Regions from separate parts of the Sus scrofa genome. Here all the other regions are linked to region 3. Evidence: chromatin contacts called from public Hi-C and promoter capture Hi-C data. All regions are on one chromosome and are shown on one strand. The core of a region is the stretch at or near the end of the contact, and the rest is flanking DNA. Distances in the headings are between cores, read along the strand shown. Region 1 holds the start of ABT1 (activator of basal transcription 1). Region 2 holds the start of LOC110261478 (histone H1.1). Region 3 holds the start of LOC100621915 (histone H2B type 1-N).

What was found. Promoter capture Hi-C pulls out the DNA fragments that hold promoters and counts their contacts. Hi-C and Micro-C count contacts between places; a contact is called where the count stands out from the background.
Region 1: a promoter capture Hi-C map of liver shows a contact between it and region 3, with 6 times the contacts expected there. The contact joins the promoter of ABT1 here to the promoter of LOC100621915 in region 3. A contact is called at or near these places in 2 of 5 promoter capture datasets (fetal skeletal muscle and liver) and 2 of 2 datasets of contacts at active chromatin or transcription factors (alveolar macrophages and skeletal muscle).
Region 2: a Hi-C map of mesenteric adipose tissue shows a contact between it and region 3, with 2.1 times the contacts expected there. The contact joins the promoter of LOC110261478 here to the promoter of LOC100621915 in region 3. A contact is called at or near these places in 11 of 47 Hi-C or Micro-C datasets (alveolar macrophages, blood, differentiating spermatogonia and 8 more) and 2 of 2 datasets of contacts at active chromatin or transcription factors (alveolar macrophages and skeletal muscle).

What each region holds. Positions count from the first base shown.
Region 1 is chr7:21,023,265-21,025,964 of Sscrofa11.1, reverse strand. ABT1 (activator of basal transcription 1) reads right to left here and starts at 1,324. Exons shown (of 3, transcript XM_001926306.7): 1 at 1,038-1,324; 2 at 152-357. The coding sequence starts at 1,269. LOC102162475 (a long non-coding RNA gene) reads left to right here and starts at 1,408. Exons shown (of 2, transcript XR_002346131.1): 1 at 1,408-1,537.
Region 2 is chr7:20,716,655-20,719,354 of Sscrofa11.1, reverse strand. LOC110261478 (histone H1.1) reads left to right here and starts at 1,439. Exons shown (of 2, transcript XM_021098429.1): 1 at 1,439-2,052; 2 at 2,055-2,232. The coding sequence starts at 1,512. The coding sequence ends at 2,167.
Region 3 is chr7:21,605,405-21,608,104 of Sscrofa11.1, reverse strand. LOC100621915 (histone H2B type 1-N) reads right to left here and starts at 1,351. Exons shown (of 2, transcript XM_013977505.2): 1 at 867-1,351. The coding sequence starts at 1,269. LOC100525821 reads left to right here. Exons shown (of 4, transcript XM_021099852.1): 3 at 839-850. It overlaps LOC100154508 (histone H2A type 1-F-like), which reads left to right and starts at 1,538. Exons shown (of 1, transcript XM_013977504.2): 1 at 1,538-2,047. The coding sequence starts at 1,584. The coding sequence ends at 1,976.

The sequences.
Region 1 (2,700 bases), core at 75-2,574, 580 kb after region 3:
GACAGGAAAACAAGAGAAGATCTGGGTAGGGCAGGTCAGAGATGGAGAAGAGATGGGAGGAACAGGGCCACCGAGAGGTTATAGAGGTCCAAGGGCTGGGGCTGGGAAGGCAGGAGTATGAGCTGTGGGGTAGACAAGCCAATGCCCTCACCTTGAGGTTCCACAGGTCATAACGGAAGGGACTGCGCCTGCGGGAGCCCATGGGCGTGTTGTGCAGACTGGCCGCCACACGCTTGGCTACTCGCTTGTCTCGGAACTCCACCCAGCCCTCGGTGTAGTCCTTGCTGTACTTGGAACGCTTTTTCCCTCCTGTGGTGGAGGCTGCTGCTGCCTTCTTTTTGCGCCTCACGAAGCCGTCTGCGAGCCAAAGGGAGAGCAGTGGTCAAGCAAGCCGACGCAGCACCCACTCAATTGTACCTTCCACTTGCCGAAGTCTCCAAATCTGCCCAAGGGCCAGGATCCCACCCCAAGATCTTTGCTCAGAAAAGGAGAACTGAAAGGTCCACCCTTTCTCCCTTGTCTAATTCAATCCTTTGCTCAGATGTCAACTCCTTAATCAGATCTGCCCTGAACATTCTATATAAAACCAGCATGGCCCTCTAACCCTAATTCCAATTTAGGGTTATAAGAAGTTGCAGACGGCTGACCGTACGTATACCGTCTTTTGACCTGGACCGCGATGGCAAAGGGTTATGTTCAGTTTTGTGGAAAAGCCACTGGGATTTTACTGCAGGCTATACCCATTTAACAAACTGGTAAATTCGTCTCGGGAAAGAGGGATTGGGGAAGCCGAAATTAAAATCTAAAAGTTAGCTATTCGAAAACTAAGGCTCAACTAGTCATACTGCGCTAACCACACCTCAGGCCCACCTCCTAAGGAAAGTGTGGACTACCTATTTACTAAAAAAGCCACACGCGGGGCCCCGGCTCGGTTCGTGCCTGGGATCCGCGCAGCCGAGGCAACAGGACACGCACTGTGTGCTCACCATCTGCAAGCATCACCCTCCACCCCTCATCACCACTGCCTCAGCACTTACCTTCCGGCTGGAAAAACACACGCCCGACCTCGCCGTAGGCGCTAAGAAGGTTCCGTACGTGCAAAGGCCTAAACCGGGGTGGGATGTGGCCCAGGTACACAATACCCGGCACTACCCGTTTCTTGCTGCCGCCAGCCGTTTCTTCAGATTCCTCCTCTGCTTCTGGTTTCTGGTCGTTCCCTTCCACAGGCTCCAACACAGCGGCTTCCTTATTCGACTCCTCTGCCTCCATGCTTGCCGGTAAGTAAAGCAAGACAGCCGTAAGGCGCCGCGCCTCTGACGCGCACCGTTTACGACTTCCTGCGTCGAGGGGGCGGGGTTTGTCCAGGGGTTGACAAATGAAAGAACAGGATTGTTCGGAACGGGCGGTTCCAGGCCTAACGGCGACGGCGGAAGTGGGCCCCGGGTCAGCCGGGAGATTCGAAGCAAGGGAGCAGCATCAGAGGATTAGGAGAGGCGAAATGACTTGACTCCTGAGCTGAAGAGGCAGAACTGGAGAGGTAGACCACCAAGTACAACTTACAGTACAGAACTCCTTGGTGAAATGTAAAAAGATGGGATGAGGAGGGCTCTTCCGGAAATTTTGGAGGACTCTGTGTTCTAGCAAGAACACAACATAGTATTTTACCCAAGGGGCTCAGGTGCGACTCAGGTTGGGGGATGACGCAATTTGTAAAGTTTACTTAAATTTCAGTTTTTTTAATTAATTAATTGAGTTTTGAAATTTTAATTATTTTTCAAAATTTAACTTAGGGATTTGAAGATTTCAAATTGAAGTTTGGAAATGTAACCTAACTTTGGAAATATAAGTTTTGGAAATCTGGCTACATTTTTGAAAATTTCATTTGTGAGCTATTAGTTTAAAAAAATTTATTTTAAAATATTTTTAAATTTGATTTTGTGAAGTTCCCATCGTGGCGCAGTGGTTAACGAAGCCAACTAGGAACCATGAGGTTGCGGGTTTGATCCCTTGCCTTGCTCAGTAGGTTCAGGATCCGGCGTTGTCTTGAGCTGTGGTGTAGGTTGCAGACGCGGCTCGGAGCCCGCGTTGCTGTGGCCCTGGAGTAGGCTGGCGGCGACAGCTCCGATTAGACCCCTAGCCTGGGAACCTCCACATGCCGCGGGTGCGGCCCTAGAAAAGGCAAAAAGACAAAAATAAAATTTGATTTTGTAAGATGTCTAAAAATTTTGAATGCATGACGATTATTTCTTTTAAAAAAAACTTATTTGGTGCCTGTTTTACGTTTGTATTGATACATGATTCATATTTATACTTACGTTACAAATACCTGTCGTCAAATGTGTACATGGTCCTGATTTAGGCCCCCTCCTGGATCACCGAGCTTTATTCTCTCTGGGACTTATTTTCACGGTTTGAGGGCCCAGGGTGGGCCACCCCAAAATGTGCCTGAATGGCATATTGGTTATTTTGAATTAATGTTTACTGAAGACATGGTCAATACAAGGGGAACTCTCTAACACTTCTTTCTGTTTCCCTGAAAGCAGGAAATAAATCTCTCATGTGAAATGTGCACTCCCTGCATTTGGGGGTAGAAGGACACCATTATCACCAAAGAGAGAGAATTCTTGGCTAAGGATGCATAAACCGTACTTTAATTTAGTACCCCAAGTCCAAATTCTACTTGAGCCTTCACTAATTGGG
Region 2 (2,700 bases), core at 190-2,689, 890 kb after region 3:
TTAAAGAAATTCGTGAATACAGTATTTCCTTTTTAAAAGCTATGTTTGATTAAATGCCACATTCCTCTAAGAAATGCTTGTTCTTTTCCAGAAGTATTTACTTATGTAACCTTCCTCTTGGAGAAAGATTGTATGTCTGTTATAACTGTCCTTTAAACTAAGAATCATAGCTCCAATTGTTCTCTTCCAAATTCTTAGAAATTGCACGATACATTTTGTAAACAAGACTCTCAAGAGAATGAAAAAACTATTAGAGAAAACACATCAAAGGCTTATGGAAGCATTAACGTAGAGCTCTTATGTTGAGGAAAACCAGGGAGGCTCAAGTTACTCAGGCTAGTGCGGACTTGTTTGAAAACCGCAGTCGCGCGCGCGCGCACGCGCGCGGGAATTACACGTCACTACTTCATTTGCCCTGGTCCTAGGCGACTGCCCAGGGCCGAATTGTGAGAGAGGCATTTTATTCTCTCAGTAGTTTGATTAGTAATATGAAATCATTTTAGCATCATTAACAATTTTACAGCCACAAACAAATTAAAGGGAGATGGCCTTAACATTATACCTTGGGCCCGACCCTCTTGCTTTCAAACTAAGGCAATTTATCCCCATCTCCCCTCCCCCAACACCTCCCCACGAGCAATGTCTGAGAACAGTTTAGTTCACCCACAGCTTGCTTGCGCCCATCATGCGTTAGGTTTTGAGGTTGGGCTATGTTGTGAGTATGAAAAGGCATTGAAAGTTCGCTAAGCCCATTGGGCTGCAGGAACAAACTGCAATTAACAGAAACTGTTTGCATGCTATGTTTTCCATAGGCGCAACTTTAATGCTAATTGCGGTGTTAGCCAGTTCCTCTGTTTTTCAAATTCTTTTGCCCCAAATACATAATGCATCCTGGTGCGGACCAAGAGCGCCAGTGCCTCCGGTCTTTACCACACATCACTGTTCAGAGCTGCCAGGAAAGGCAGTGGCATCAATGAGAACTTGTCTCGAACCTGCAGATCAGGCCTCCAACCCCTCGATTTCCTCTCCCTCCCAACCTTTTGCATTTATTGCAGTTAGGAACGAATGTCCCTGACCTTGCTTCCTAGAGGTGAAGGCTCAGGTGAAACTCTTTGATTCTTACGTGATTGCCTTACAGCGCCCCGACCTGCAAATAAACCCTGCATTTTTTAAAAGGGAAACAGCACCCTCTGATGGTAATGGGCAGCAAAGCCGTACTCTCCCTTGCCTAGTATTTGTCTCCACGAGGCAACCGGCGAGAAGGGTGGAGGGTTTGTTGTTGGGCGCCTCAGTGCCAGCGCCAGGGAAGCGGGACCATAGGGTTCAGGTGCCGGCGACTGCCTTCTGAGACCCTGGGGGGAACGCAGGGGGCGCTAGGGTGCCGGGGGCGGGCGCCGGCGCGCACCAATCACAGCGCGGCCCCGCCCTATAAATACCGCGCGTCCGGGCTCGTGCTGTCTTACTGCTTTGTCAGGTCCTAGCTGTTTTCCTATTCTTGTTCTGCTCTCACCATGTCCGAGACCGCGCCGCCCGCCCCGGCTGCTTCCACTCCTCCGGAGAAGCCTTCGGCTGGCAAAAAGACGAAGAAGCCTGCGAAAGCTGTAGCAGCTGCGAAGAAAAAGCCTGCGGGTCCTTCAGTTTCGGAGCTGATCGTGCAGGCCGTTTCCTCCTCTAAGGAGCGCAGCGGCGTGTCCCTGGCTGCGCTCAAGAAGGCACTGGCGGCTGCCGGCTACGATGTGGAGAAGAACAACAGCCGCATCAAGCTGGGTCTCAAGAGCCTGGTGAGCAAAGGCACCCTAGTGCAGACCAAGGGTACCGGCGCCTCCGGTTCTTTCAAACTCAACAAGAAAGTGGCCTCTGTGGAAGCCAAGCCCAGCGCCACAAAAGTGGCAGCGAAAGCTAAGGCAACTAGTGCTTCTAAGAAGCCCAAGAAGGCCACCGGGGCGGCTGCTGCTAAGAAGGCTGTCAAGACTCCGAAAAAGGCTAAAAAGCCAGCGGTAGCGAAGAAGCCTTCCAAGAGTCCCAAGAAGCCCAAGGCTGTGAAGCCTAAAAAGTGGCTAAGAGCCCTGCCAAAGCCAAGGCTGTGAAACCCAAAGCTGCCAAGGCAAAGGTGACCAAGCCAAAGACTGCCACGAAGCCCAAGAAGGCAGCACCCAAGAAGAAGTAAAGTTCCGGTTGGAATCTTCAGTAACCCAACGGCTCTTTTAAGAGCCACCAACTTATTTCAAAGAAAGAGCTTTAGTACAGAGAAACCTTACAAACTGCAGTCTTTGCAAATGCAGCGTTTCTAAGGCTGTGTTTGTCCCACAATGTAGAGGCTCAGGGTAAACTTTGCTGTGGGGTCCTAAGTTAACTACTGAAGAAACTAGCGTTTTCTGGTCTCCCAGCAGAGGCTCAGGAGCTCTTTTGCCTGAATCTTGGGCATCTTTACATAAATACCTGGGGGAATGTTGGGGGCCTGTCCAGGTCTCCTCATATCGGTTTTCCGTGGTAATTACCTGTAGCTGTGTTTGAACCTGTGGCTCGGGCTGGGTCCTTATACTATATGCTGGTTTGTCCCTACAATTCCTGAGTGTTCTCTTGAGATTTCTGGGGGCATTACATTCTAGGGTGATATTGCTAAATCGGCATTTTACAAAATGGGGTGGCCCTGTGAAAAATTGTAACCAGTGAAACTTAAGGCTTAACACTACAGGGTGT
Region 3 (2,700 bases), core at 102-2,601:
GGGAGGGCCCTGAATTCTCCCAGTTAGGCTTAATTCACAAAGGGAAACCGTTGTAAGCTTCAAATTGCGAGCGCAGCATCTGGATTGGCTACCAATCCAAGGTGGAACTTGATAGATGCGTGCGAAGATCTGAACTGGGTTCTCACTTCCATTTCTTTCTTTACTACCTTTCCAACTTGCTATTCGGCAAATCCAAACTCATGGAAAAGAGCCGGCATCTCTCGCCAAAGAAAAATATGGGGAAAAAAACAAACAAACAAAAATGATTGTACCTTTCTGCTGTGTGCCAAGCGCTTTAGTCAGGTACGTTTAAGTTCAAATTAAAGATGGAGCTCTCAAGGGATTGTTCACGAAAGCTTTTGCCAGGGTGATATTTTAAAAGGCGAGAGGGTTTTGTTTTAGGAAACGGTATTTTGGAAATTCCCATCGCGGCACAGCTAAAACGAATTCGACTAGGAACCATGACGTTACGGCTCGATCCCTGGCCTCGCTCAGTGGGTTAAGGATCCTGCGTTGCTGTGGCGTAGGCGAGCGGCTACAACTGATTCAACCCCTAGTCTGGGAAGCTCCACACACCACGAGGATGCGGCCCTAAAAAGCAAACAAAAAACTATTTTGTTTCCTTTACTACACTTGTCTATCATGCACCTGATCCTTCTCGACATAAACATTTAACACAATATTGAGCGTTGCTGCAGCGCCACCTACATCTTAGTGGAAGTAACTTCTAACAAGATCAAAAAAAAAAAGCGGAAATTGCTTCTTTGCAGCAAATAAAAAAAACCTCTGTATAAAGTGAGTGCCAGGTCTCTTTAGAAGACTGAGTGGCTCTGAAAAGAGCCTTTGTGATGTGGGACGAGCCTTACCAGTCGCTCCGCTGCAGGCTGGCTCACTTGGAGCTGGTGTACTTGGTGACAGCCTTGGTGCCCTCGGACACGGCGTGCTTGGCCAGCTCCCCGGGCAGCAGCAGCGCACGGCCGTCTGGATCTCCCGGGACGTGATGGTCGAGCGCTTGTTGTAATGCGCCAGCCGCGAGGCCTCGCCGGCAATGCGCTCAAAGATGTCGTTGACGAAGGAGTTCATGATGCCCATGGCCTTGGACGAGATGCCGGTGTCGGGGTGGACCTGCTTCAGCACCTTGTACACGTACACCGAGTAGCTCTCCTTGCGGCTGCGTTTACGCTTCTTGCCATCCTTCTTCTGCGCCTTGGTCACCGCCTTCTTGGAGCCCTTCTTTGGGGCCGGAGCGGACTTGGAGGGCTCAGGCATAGTCAGGAATCAATCTGCGAACAACCCAAAGGTAAAAGGAAAGAGAATGAGACCGTCTGCTCCGTTCTCAGCTTCTTATACAAAGGAGGCAGCGAGCAAAGTCATGATTGGTGGTGAATCGTGGACACGTCACTTGATAGTTTTGACCAATCAAAATAAGTGTATTTCAAAGCTAGGATTTCATTGGGTTAAGAAAAACTGCGGCTTTGGCCAATGGCACACTTTCATTTTCGCGCCCTGTAAAGACTATAAATGGTAGCACTTACTGTATAGCTCCACAACTTATTGTACCGGTTGTGTTTATTTCATTGATCATGTCTGGACGGGGTAAGCAAGGTGGTAAAACTCGCGCCAAGGCTAAAACGCGCTCTTCCCGAGCCGGACTTCAGTTCCCAGTGGGAAGAGTTCACCGTCTGCTCCGCAAAGGAAATTATTCCGAGCGGGTTGGCGCCGGCGCGCCAGTGTATTTGGCTGCTGTGCTGGAGTACTTGACAGCTGAGATCCTGGAGCTGGCGGGCAACGCGGCCCGCGACAACAAGAAGACGCGCATTATTCCGCGGCACTTGCAGCTGGCCATCCGCAACGACGAGGAGCTCAACAAGTTGCTGGGCAAAGTCACCATCGCTCAGGGCGGCGTCCTGCCCAACATCCAGGCGGTACTACTGCCCAAGAAAACTGAGAGCCACCACAAGCCTAAGGGCAAGTAGAGGTTTGGTGTCCTTTGTAACTCAGACCTTCCCAAACCAAAGGCTCTTTTCAGAGCCACCTACTTTAGCAACAAAAGGAGCTGTGCTTTTGAAGTCGCACTGTTTTTCAGGTAGCAAAGTTTGGCCAGGGACTTTCCCTAGTACGTTAGTTGCTTTCCTAAACATGAAACTGTTTTCCTCAGTAATCTCAATTAAATTTAGAGGAGAGCAAGATTCACGCATCTCTGTAGTTCCCCTACAGAGTCAAAGTCCTGAGACAAAAACTAGCACCCTGTGATCTTAGCCTCATTCTCCTAAATCGGTAGAATCTTTGCACCACTCACTTTACTAAATGGCAATACAGTAGTAATCCAGGCAGGTAAATTCTTTGTTTAAATAGCTTCAGGTAGAGAATACATTTCATAGTGAACTTAACGTAAATGATGAAGTAAAGACACTATGGAAACTACATTTGGAAGTGGTTGCCTTAACAAATATGAAAAGTGGGTATTGTAAATTGCCATATCAGGTTCTTAGTCCTATGATGTCAATTTTTTTACTTCCTTCTCCCATCATCACTCTCACCCTTCCCTCCAATCACCAAGTCACCCTAGCTAGAGAGGGCCTTCAATTCTCCACATCAGTCAATGTGTACTTTTCCTTATGAAAAATTTTGATGAGAACGAGTTTCTATAGCATTCCTAGTCCACTGGAATAAGTTTTGAGTTTTCTGAAATACTTGAAT